Regions from separate parts of the Mus musculus genome. Here regions 1, 2 and 4 are each linked to region 3. The links are chromatin contacts, called in public HiChIP or PLAC-seq and promoter capture Hi-C maps. All regions are on one chromosome and are shown on one strand. Each heading gives the region's core, a stretch centred on a gene start, on an enhancer-like site or on the middle of the called end of the contact. The rest is flanking DNA. Distances are from core to core; before and after follow the strand shown.

Evidence for each region. Promoter capture Hi-C pulls out the DNA fragments that hold promoters and counts their contacts. HiChIP or PLAC-seq counts read pairs in DNA pulled down with a chosen protein or histone mark.
Region 1: a promoter capture Hi-C map of hippocampal neurons shows a contact between it and region 3, with 12 times the contacts expected there. The contact joins the promoter of Fndc9 here to the promoter of 4930597A21Rik in region 3. A contact is called at or near these places in 8 of 39 promoter capture datasets (the C10 cell line, cranial neural crest, embryonic stem cells and 4 more), 2 of 484 Hi-C or Micro-C datasets (cerebral cortex and cortical neurons) and 1 of 9 other capture datasets (liver).
Region 2: a RAD21 HiChIP or PLAC-seq map of pro-B cells shows a contact between it and region 3, with 97 times the contacts expected there. The contact joins the enhancer-like site here to the promoter of 4930597A21Rik in region 3. A contact is called at or near these places in 2 of 39 promoter capture datasets (the SN4741 cell line and hippocampal neurons), 4 of 15 datasets of contacts at CTCF or cohesin (hippocampal excitatory neurons, large pre-B cells, pro-B cells and 1 more), 44 of 484 Hi-C or Micro-C datasets (3T3-L1-derived adipocytes, the AtT-20 cell line, B cells and 28 more), 4 of 115 datasets of contacts at active chromatin or transcription factors (astrocytes, differentiating embryonic stem cells and fibro-adipogenic progenitors) and 1 of 9 other capture datasets (embryonic stem cells).
Region 4: a contact with region 3 is called in a promoter capture Hi-C map of liver, with 3 times the contacts expected there. The contact joins the promoter of Pttg1 here to the promoter of 4930597A21Rik in region 3. A contact is called at or near these places in 2 of 39 promoter capture datasets (hippocampal neurons and liver) and 1 of 9 other capture datasets (pancreatic islet).

Annotation. Positions count from the first base shown.
Region 1 is chr11:46,234,183-46,236,882 of GRCm38.p6, forward strand. Fndc9 (fibronectin type III domain containing 9) reads left to right here and starts at 1,375. Exons shown (of 2, transcript NM_177075.4): 1 at 1,375-1,414. The region is part of intron 23 of Cyfip2 (cytoplasmic FMR1 interacting protein 2); the gene reads right to left.
Region 2 is chr11:45,925,398-45,928,097 of GRCm38.p6, forward strand. No RefSeq gene overlaps it. Among named protein-coding and RNA genes, the nearest start is that of Lsm11, 18 kb to the right of the region's middle. Within about 2 kb of position 1,349, at least 112 of the 459 cell types and tissues checked have an H3K27ac peak or open chromatin away from gene starts, as enhancers often do. A contact at or near this core is called in the AtT-20 cell line, B cells, the C2C12 cell line and 14 more, where this site is marked.
Region 3 is chr11:44,585,005-44,587,704 of GRCm38.p6, forward strand. 4930597A21Rik (RIKEN cDNA 4930597A21 gene) reads left to right here and starts at 1,313. Exons shown (of 4, transcript NR_126460.1): 1 at 1,313-1,346; 2 at 2,298-2,473.
Region 4 is chr11:43,424,911-43,427,610 of GRCm38.p6, forward strand. It overlaps Pttg1 (pituitary tumor-transforming gene 1), which reads right to left and starts at 1,341. Exons shown (of 6, transcript NM_001131054.2): 1 at 1,291-1,341; 2 at 673-771. The coding sequence starts at 760.

The sequences.
Region 1 (2,700 bases), core at 125-2,624, 1.6 Mb after region 3:
TCTGTGCTCAGAACTCCAAGGCTGAGTGTGAGCTCAGCCAGGAGGGGAGATGTGCTGTATTCCTAGAATGCTGTGACAGACTGGCACAAACATGGTGGCTCATAAGTGACAGGATGCTTTCTCACACAGTTCTGTGGACAGGAAGCCTGAAATCAGCACGTCTGCAGGACAGCTCCCCTGTCCCGTCCCCCCATCCCCATCCCCTATCCCCGCCCGCTGCTCATGGATCCATTGCTTCCACTCCTGCCTCTGCCTCCACATGGCCTCCTCTTGTGTGTGTGTCTCCATGGGTTCAAACGTTCATTCTCTTAGAAAGACTCCATAGAAGTGATCAAGGGTGATTTCATCTCGCGATCCTTAACTAATTAACACCCATGAAGGCTCTACTTCTAAAGCCATGCTCTAAAGTTCATGTTGAGGGACCACCAGTCCATGGGAGATAATGGTTGAGCAATCTTGACAAGGGTATTTGAAATGTTGGTACCCGTGTTTTGCCCCTGAGGTGTTCGAAGCTTTAGAGTTGAAGGAACTGGGATCCAGGCAATACAAGAATCTCGCCCAGAACCATCATGTAGAGGCACTGCAGGAAATGAGAGGAAGGAGGGGGAGAATTTCCAGGGGGGAAGTGGGACAGGAAAGGAGGGGACAAGTTCGCCACAGAACCGAAGGGCATCTTTGCATTTGAAACCACTATCCACAGATGGAGATGGAGTAAGACAATGATCACTGGTCAGCCTTCAAGATGGCTCAGCAGTAAACCCCTTACCTCAAGGAGCCTCAGGACCTGAGTTCAATCCCCAGAACCCACATAAAAATGCCAGACACGGGGGTGTGCCTTTGTACCTCAGAGCTTGCAAAGCTCACTGGCCAGCTGGCCTTAGCCTGCTGGGTGCAAATTCCAGGCTCATGAGAGACTTTGTCTCAAACAGAGAGTAGACGGTTCTGGAGAAATGACACTTAAGGGCTGCCTTCTGATCTCTACATAGGTATGACATGAACATGTGTACCTGAAGAGAGAGAGAGAGAGAGAGAGAGAGAGAGAGCGCCAACTACAGAGAAAATACACAAGCACTAGAAGAATGTGCTATCTTGGGGATCAACCTGCAAAATTTTTCAACCTGCTCGTTTCTTGCTGAAGGAACCAAAGCTCCTTTCACTGGCAAAAGCCTACTCAGACTGGTCCCTGAAAGCATTGTGCGTAGATGCCTGCTGGTTGCCATGGTGAATGATGCTGATCTGAAGAATGAATAATGTGAGCGTTGGGGGCGACAGTGGGATTACTCAGTGGTGAGTGAGAAACATCAAGGAGAGCCTGGTGCGGAGGAGGGAGAAGAGGGAGAAGCTCGTCACCTGGGATCCGGTCCGCTCCGGCTCAGAGGGGAGACGTCTATACCAGACACACTGCGAGCATCAGGTAAGAGGCATGGATGGCTGTCTTGGAAATAAAAATGGCTTTTCCTTTCACACTCTGCCTGGAGAGGGGCCAGGCTGTGGGGACTGGATAGCTAAAAATGGGAAGAGTTTAAAAACAGAAGACGGGGAGAAAAAAAAAAATAAATACGAAGAGATGGATTTGTCCCTGGAAGCTGGAGATGCTGTAGAAGCAGTCTCGGTGGAAGCTCTTAGAAACGTCTGCTGCAGGGAACCCAGGCTATAAGATGGCCAGCAGCAGGGGGGAGGCAAGCAGAAGGGGAGGTATGTGTACAAGGACAGGATGCCCGATCACCCCGATGGGAGGGCCTTACAGGGCGCCTGTGTATTAACAGGGTATGAATTCCGCCCACTTACGGAGGTTGGAAGTGTGTTTGTTGGGTATGTAGGTCCCTGGGTGGGGAGGTGGGCATACATCAAGAGACCCGAGGGAGAGTAAGTCCGTTTCCTTCTGAAAGCCATCTCTGGGAGGCTCTGTACACCCCTGCCTCATCTTTTGTATTTCCCATTTACTGGGTGCAAATTCCCAGCCACGTGGAGAGGAGGAAGCTGCTTTCTCAAGCATGTCACTGTCTTTAGAGATGGAAACCAAGGACTGAAAACTTACTTCACGCTGTTACGTTTTCCCCTGGCTCACCTAGCCTAACAACACAAGCCCAGAAACAGAAATCAGTTTGGCTTAATATTCACTTTGGGCTGAACGTGCCCGCTTGCCATTTCAATCTTCCGCAGCATCTGCACTTCTGGCTGGGGATGGGGAATGGAGAAGAAGGCAGAGGGAGACCGGAACATATAGAGCCTGGCAACGCTTGTCTAGATTTTTGATCAGGGGGGATTCAGAAGGAAAGCTTTCTCTCAATCGGAGAGAATGAAAGAAAACCCAAAAACCTTGATGCCTCTCCTTTACCAAAGCTGAAAGGCTTACAATCTGAACAGGGCTCATCTGCCATACAGCCAACCAGGGTACCTCATTTACCAATAATTTAATAATAATAATAATAATAATAAATAATCAACAATAATAATCTATTACTGAACTCAGGGGCTCTGCATTGAAATACAGTGGCTAAGTGGGTAAGTTCTCTCTCTTCCTGTGAGCTGATACTCCAGGCCGCTCATTAATAAGATGGGAATGGAGTCTGTTATTGTGGGAGAAGCCACCTGGCACAGCCTGGATCCAGCAACTGCCGATTTGCTGTGGTTCTCAACCCCTTTGGGGGCCAAACGACCATTGGAAAACACAAACATTTACATTACAAGTCATGACGG
Region 2 (2,700 bases), core at 99-2,598, 1.3 Mb after region 3:
GCTGGAGACCAAGGCAGAAACTCTGAAGTCGCCATGAGTTACCTGAGTGTGTGTTGAGGGTGGGGGCACATTGGGCCATGCAGTCACAGGAAAGATGATGTAAGCACTTGCTTGGATTTCTGACAGTGATGATAACTGGTGACAAGCCATCCTGGTGACCAGTTAGCTAATGTGTGAGCTGCTGCTTGCTGCCACCGGCGTGTACTTTCCACGTGACTCTAATTGGCCCACACAGGAGTGAATCTGTGACCCTTCCCTCATTAGCCACATGCTCAGACCAGCTGAGCTAGCTCTCACTGGGTCACTGGGGTCTCGTGTAGGAAATTACCATTCCAGTGCCCCATGGCCCTTTTGTAACCCCAACTAATGAATGTCCCATGGAGCCTAATGTCCTTCCTGGGGAAGCACGGGGCTCTACTCGCAGCATATGTGATCTTCTGAAGGTTTAACCCAGGAAGAGCCAATTGAGGGAGCACAGAGAATTTGGGGGAGCCAAGGAACACATGCATGCTGAGAGAAAGGAGGCCACGGTGCCAGTGTGGTGGATCTGGTCTCAAGGTAAAAAATGTAGAAAACTACAGAACATCACACAGCAAGTTCAAGTGTAAAGGGCACCAAGGGTGTGCTCTGTCGGCTTAGCAGGATACATCACCAACGCTTTAAGATTGATTTTTATTTATGTGTAAGAGTCTGTGTCGGCCATCGGATGCTCTGCAGCTGGAGGTAAAGATGCTTGTGAGGCACCGACACGGTTGCTGGGATCTAAGCTCTGTCCTCTGAGGGCCTGTAAGCACCTTAACCACTGAGCCATCTCTCCAGCCCCAACTGCCAGCTTTTAAAGATGAAAATGGTGTGTGCCTATTTTAGAGATGAGGAAACTGAAGTGATTCCTGAGAGCCAAAGACCCTCGCAGGAAATAAGTTCACTATGAAATACAGAGGATGGAGCTTTGCTGTAGCAGGCTGCCTCACTACAGGCCGGGAGCAATGGGCTAATCACAGGCAGGAACCTCCAAAATTAGGGGTAGGATAAACCTTTCTCTTTACAAGATATATATAAGCATTGATACCCGAAACCCCCGATCCCGTTGCTTGGCTGTTCCAATCTAACACAACAGGTTTCCTCTGTTCATTATAAATGCCCGTCTGACTCATGAACATGTCTGCATCCAGTTCTGGAGTGGTCACTCCACTCAGTAGCAACCATTGCCACACCTGGGCTTTCACAGGGCGCTGCAGACTGTATCTATCATTTCAATTGTTTCTGTATTGTTTCAATTGCGGGAGAAACAAGGGATTCCGTACAGCAGTGCAGGCACAGTCTCCTGCCAGCAGGGGGAGATAGTGACCGACACCCTGAAGTAAGGGATACTGGGAAACACTTCTCATTCTTTTCTAAGGTCATTTCCCTCCCTGACTGACAGCAGCTGCGCTGGCTGAGCTTAAGAATACAATCCACGACAACCCACATTGCCATGGGGTGGGTCGCAGCTGATTTTTTCCCTTGATGTCAAAGCTTCTACATATTTAAGTATGGATCGCTGCCTGAGACATGGGTCCTTCCAAGAGCTAGCGAAGCAGTTTTCTTTAACCCACTGCCACCTAGTGGCAACTGAGCAGACTGAGAAAGATACTTAGTTCTATCCAAGACTAGCCGGCAAGGATTCCACCCCCCCCTCCCCCCAGTTCTTTCTTATCCTACTCAGGAAAACCAAGGTAAAGATAGATATATTTACTTATGGGTTTTCCATACCCTGGATAATGAGGTATGAAACAAGGGAATCGTGGGCCTTGCCTCGTCCTCCCCTTTTGTGGTGGTTAGGCATTTACAAATGCAGTTGAGCCCAGGTTAACCTAGGTCTATTAGAACATGCCAAGTTAATGTGAGAAAGAATCAGGAGAGAAAGACAGAGAGACTGGGGGGGGGGGGAAGAAAGCGAGAGTGAGCCAGGGGTTTGCCCAGGCTAGACAAGCACTCTACCACCAAGCTATACTGTCCTTAGAGCTTTAGAGATTGGATCTAGCTATGTAGCCTAGGCTAGCTTCCGATTCCTGACTCTCTCCAGTGTGCTGAGATGGCAGATGCATGCCATGTCCAAACCAGAGTGACTTGCTTATTTGTCTGTCCTACTGGGTACCGAGAAAGCTCACAGGAGAGATTAAGTCACCGACGTGGCAAGCCCTCAGGCCACCCAGCTTGCTTTCATGCAGAGGGAAGCTGTGACTCGTTCACAGATATCTGGAAGCCTCTAAGGATAAGAATTAATGGTGACTTCACCAGATCATGAGGAGAATGGACTAATGCCAGTGAAGGCCAGGCAGAAGAAGTCCATAGGGCGATTAGTGCAGCTCAGAGTTGGGAGAACTCAAATTTAGGAGAACAAAGGTGCCTGGAGGATGGGACTCCAGAGATGTGCTTTGGTATCAAAAAGGCCCAAGATCACAACAGCAGGACTGCAATTAGCTAAAGCTTGTTTATTTATTTATGTGTCTGTGTGTGTGTGTGAGCACACACATTTGTGTGCATTTATGTCCATGCTTAGGGCACTAGATGTTCTCCTTCACCCTCCCCCTTTGATTTGAAGTGGGGTCACATCCCTGAGCCTGGCTAGAAGCCAGTAAGCGCCCTCGTCTCTGCTGCCCACCATGGTTTACACCTGGGGTTACAGGAATTGTGGGATGCCTGACTTGCTACCTGGTG
Region 3 (2,700 bases), core at 63-2,562:
GTACAGGGGAACGCCAGGGCCAAAGGGGGGGAGTGGGTGGGTAGGGGAGTGGGGGTGGGTGGGTAAGGGGGACTTTTGTTATAGCATTGGAAATGTAAATGAGCTAAATACCTAATAAAAAATGGAAAAAAAAAAAAAACCCCAGTGCCAATAGACAACTTCCCAATTGAAACTCCATTTTCTTTCTTTCTTTCTTTCTTTCTTTCTTTCTTTCTTTCTTTCTTTCTTTCTTTCTTTCTTTCTTTCTTCCTTCCTTCCTTCCTTCCTTCCTTCCTTTCTCTCTCTCTCTCTCTCTCTCTCTTATTTTCTCTCTCTCTCTCTTTCTTTCTTTCCCTTTTTTCTTTTTTTCTTTCTTTTTTTTGGATAGGCAGGGTTATATTTCAGGACATTTCTCTGGTTCACACTACACTTCCTTTATTCAAAATTAAGCGTGATAGTTGGGGTTAAGGCAAGGGCTCGGCCTGGATACAGGTTGTGTAAAGGTTCAGAGGGCTCGCTTTGTGGCTCAGAGGCAGAGCAATAGCCTCACATGCATGGCACCCTAGTCCAATCTCCACTGCAGCAAATTAGGAAGCTTTAGATATACTCTGTAATTAATGTAGAACTGTAATCTACGTCTGACACTTCAGATACAGATGATGTCATCTATACCTGAGTCAGCTCATGAAATCTAAGACTCTGGATGATGTAAGAATTAATTAATAAAAAATGGGAGTATAGGGAAGGTTCCCTTTTTATGTTAAAATCCTAATGAGTAAAATTAGAGTAAAAAATGACAGCATTAGGTTACTATTTTGCAACTGTTACTTCATTGAGGTTTCAAGCAAAAACATCAGCTTTGCAAACTCGAACATTGTTACTCCATGAATCCCTTATTAATTAGAAGAGAATTCACAGCAGCTTTCTAAGATGGAATCTTGGTGGTCAGGACCACTGTAACCAAACACTCAATATAACCAGTGCCATGACAAGCCTTTGTCATGTGCCTTTTGCTATGATTTGAATATATATATATATATATATATATATATATATATATATATTCTTCAGCATATAATCCTATATGTGGGATTACTGTTCAAGTATATCTCATAACCATAGCAGACAAACTCAAACTAGGGAACAGTGTACAAAAGAATATTTCTGCTTTCATGGTAAGCCTGATTAAATCAAAGGTCTTCTAGACAGGTGCACTACCAAAGATTACCACTAGATGTCACCATGGTCCTGCAGTTTGTTCAGTTTTCCAACTGCCTTTGTGGGTGCATCCGTTGTTCTTGGATTCTTAAAGCAGATACATTTAAGCAATTCTAACACACACAGACTTGGAAAGACCTACAAATTAAGTAAGGTTAGAGGTAATGGAGGTGGAGAACGAAGTTTTAGATTAAGTTTGTGTCTACCATTTCATACTGTGGACTGGGTGATTCCTGCTGACCCCCAGGCCCTGGTTTCCTTATGTGTAAAATGATTAGGGTAAGCTTTAAGGTAGGGATTAGGGTAGCCTTTAAGCTGATATTTTCTGATTGAAAGTGTTTCAGTGTTCTTACGAGAAATTTTTCTCTGGACCACTCTGGACCCATTACTGTTTACTCTGTCAGCCTGCCCCTCCCTCTGCCCCACACCCCCTTATTTTTTTTTAAATTAGATATTTTCTTTATTTAAATTTCAAATGTTATCCCCTTTCCTGGTTTCCTCTCCCAAAACATCCTCTCCCCCTCCCCCCTCCCCCTGCTCACCAACCCACCCACTCCTGCTTCCTGGCCCTGGCATTCCCCTATACTGGGGCATAGAGCCTTTACAGGACCAAGGGCCTATCCTCCCATTGATGACCGACCAGGCCATCCTCTGCTACATATGCAACTAGGGCCATGAGTCCCACCATGTGTTTTCTTTGATTGGTGGTTTAATCCCAGGGAGCTCTGGGGGTACTGGTTAATTCATATTGTTGCTCCTTCTATGAGGCTGCAAAACACTTCAGCTCCTTGGGTACTTTCTCAAGCTCCTTCATTGAGGACCCTGTGCTCCGTCCAATGGATGACTGTGAGCATCCACTTCTGTATTTGTCAGGCACTGGCAAAGCCTCACAGCAGACAGCTATATCAGGCTCCTATCAGCAAGCTCTTGTTGGCTTCCACAATAGTGTCTGGGTTTGGTGATTGTATATGGGATGGACCTCCAGGCCCACACCCCCTTATTTATCTCATTTGTGTTTATCTCTGTTTATGTAAATGGAAGTAAAGAGATCTCAATAATGTTACAATCACAAATGTAAACCTTTTCCCTTGCATAAGTAGAAGGTACCCAGAGGGAATAACTTAGAGACTGTAGATATGATCCAGTGGATCAGCCAGGCAAGAGGACTGGCTGCCAGTAATTCCAGAACCCGGGACGTAAAGATCCCCTTGGCAAGTTGGCTAGTGAGACTAGCCAGAATTGGAGACCTTTAGGGTTAAAGAGAGACCCTGCCTCCGTAAGTAAGGGGGGATTGATTGAAGAAGACATTTGCCTTCAACTCTGGACTACCACATTCATGCGCACACACATGCACACATGCACCACCATACATGTGCAGCCACACATATGTGACCATGAAAATATAAACACATACTGGCTCCACACATATGTATAAATACACACCCCTCCATATATATATTAGAGTGGGGTAATTAAATCTGACCTAGGTACTATGTGCTGAAG
Region 4 (2,700 bases), core at 91-2,590, 1.2 Mb before region 3:
GATAATCATTAAAAAAAAAAAAAAATCACAGACTCAGTGGGTAAATAAAGGAGCTTTCGGCTAAACCAGACAACCTGAATTCAGTCCCCAGAACCCACACAGTATAAGGAAAACCAATTTCCACAGGTTGTCCTCTGACCTCCACAGGCACACCACGGCATGCGTGTGACCCCACACATACACAAATAAAGGTAATAAATGTATTGCTCTTAAAGATTAGGCCATACAACTTAACTCAATTCTTACACACAAACCTGTGCCTCATTTGGGGCAGTTACTTAGCACTCTAAATAACCTCATTAAGACAATAAGTATGAACATAGGCACCATGGCGCACGCCTTTAATCCCAGAATTTAGGAGTCAGGGGTAAGTGGATCTCCTGAGTTCAAGGCCAGCCTGATCTGCATAGCAAATCCCAGGCCAGTTAAAGCTATGTCTCAAAAAACCGATTTAAGCAGAGCGCCTGGACACGTGACTTAGTAGCATTTGAAAAGCTCCAAGTTCCATTCCCGGCAGTGCATAAGCCAGGCAAGGTGGCCCATGCCTGTAATCACTGCACTGGGCAGGTGGAGTCAAAGGATCAGAAGTTCAAGGCCCCCCTAGGTTACATTGGGAACTGTAGGCTGGGACCATTCACAACACCTGTGTATCTCAAGGCAGGAAATACTTACCACCAGTGCCCAGCTTCAACCCATCCTTAGATGCCAAACGGCGGCCGGGTTCTTCATTATCCTTATCAACAAAGATAAGAGTAGCCATTCTGGATTACTCTAAGGGAGAGACCTGAATATTAGGATATTGGCATTGAGGACGGCTGGAAAAACTACGCAGTAACAGAGACCAAGCTTTACCCAGGGCACCTATGCACAAAAATTTATAAGTAGCTGGAGAAGTCAACAGGCTTAATCCAGATCCTAAATCTGCACGCCAGGGTCATAAAACACTCAACTCTTACAGAAATCAGTTTATGTTGGCACCCATCAAAACTGTCTCCAGCCTACAATCTCTGCTATAAAGAGAAGCCAAGAGGATGCTCAAATTTGGCCTCCTGCTACATAACAAGTTCAAGACCAGCCAGGGCTGCTTGAGATCCTGAAGTGGGGAGGGAAGAAGAAAAGTAAAAACAGCGTTGCTGTGGGTCGAGCACGACAAGAGCGCCTCGGGACGCGGGGCCGAGTGAAGCACACGTCCCGACCCTGCTTCAACCTCCAGTCCCGGGTCTGCCCTCCCCGCCACCCCAAGCTCGCCCAAGACGCCCTCACCCACGACGAGCTCACAGCTAAACTCACCGAAGACTGCGCCACCAACGACCCGGCACACCGCAGTTTAAACTGTAACTCAATTGGTCCCTCCGAGAGGAGGTGGGGCCTACAGCCTGAGAACCAATGGGAGCAACGGAAGTTTTCAGCCACCGCCCAGCTCTCGCGTCTGTCTCCAAAGTATTAAGGAAAACAAAACTAAACAAAACCAAAAAAAAAAAAAAACAAACAAACAAACTAGAATCGTACATTGTCCAAAACTCCTGTGAGAGGCTTTTTGTTTGCCACGACATGGACCTGCGAGAAGGTACTCACCCAATAAACGTCTTGTCCCTTTAAATTTGAAGGGCTTTTTTTTTTTTTTTTTTTTTTTTTTTGGAAACAGGTTTTCACAGGACTCAGACTGTCCTTGAACTGTGCAATGGATGGTGAATGACAATCACTTTTAACTCCTGAGACTGCTTCCGGTCTTCCAAGGACTAGATTAGTGGCTGTGCCACTGCTCCAGGCTCACTTTTATGGTTTTGGCTTCTTTGAAAAAGTCTCTTACTACCCAGTTCAGGCTTTTCGGAAACTCACTAGCCCAGGCCTGCTTCTGACTCAAGATTCTCCTGCCTCAGAGCTCAGATCAGAGTAGCCAGAGTGTAATCTCTAGGGGAACAGGCCTGCGCAGTAGATACTGGAGTTTGGAGAAGACTAAAAAGGAATAAGTAGTAGAAGAGACCAACATGTACATAAAAACTTAACTGAAGAAGCCAAGAGGTTTAATCCAGACCTTAAATCTTCAAGTCAAAGTCAGAGGCACTAATCTACTGAGAAGATGGTTTGGGTCTTGGATCGGCCCCCACCAAAACCTATCCAAGACTGGAGAGATTCCTGGGCAGTTACAAGCACTTACTGATCTTGAAGAAGACCCTGGCTGTCCTGGGAATCACTATGTAGACCAGGATGGCCTGGAACTTAAGACATCTGCCTGCCTTTGCCTCTTAAGTAGTAGTTAATCTCTGCTTATTTTTAGAACTTGTGGAAATTTGGCAGGTTTGAAGACAAAGAATGGAGATTATTCAAGAGCCCAGGACTTCCCATTGAAATAAGCATTGTTAATAATAACATTGGAGCCTCCCCCTGCACACTTTCTGCTATGTGTGTGATTATATTTAATTAACATAAAAGTTCCTTAGTCTCCTTTGTGTGTTCCTGAAAACATTCTAAAGTTCCATGATTGATACTGGGATACTTGTACTAGGAATTTCACCCACCCCACCCCACCCCCTCCTGCTGGACAGACCCTTTCTACAAAGGTTGTGACAGCTTGTAAAGTCCTCAGCTCTATGGAGCCACAGGAGATGCTGATGTGTGACTGGTGAGTGGTAGATCAAGAAAGCTTGCTTGCTTTCTTCTTCTTCTTCTCCTTCTTTTTGTTTGTTTGTAGAACATGAG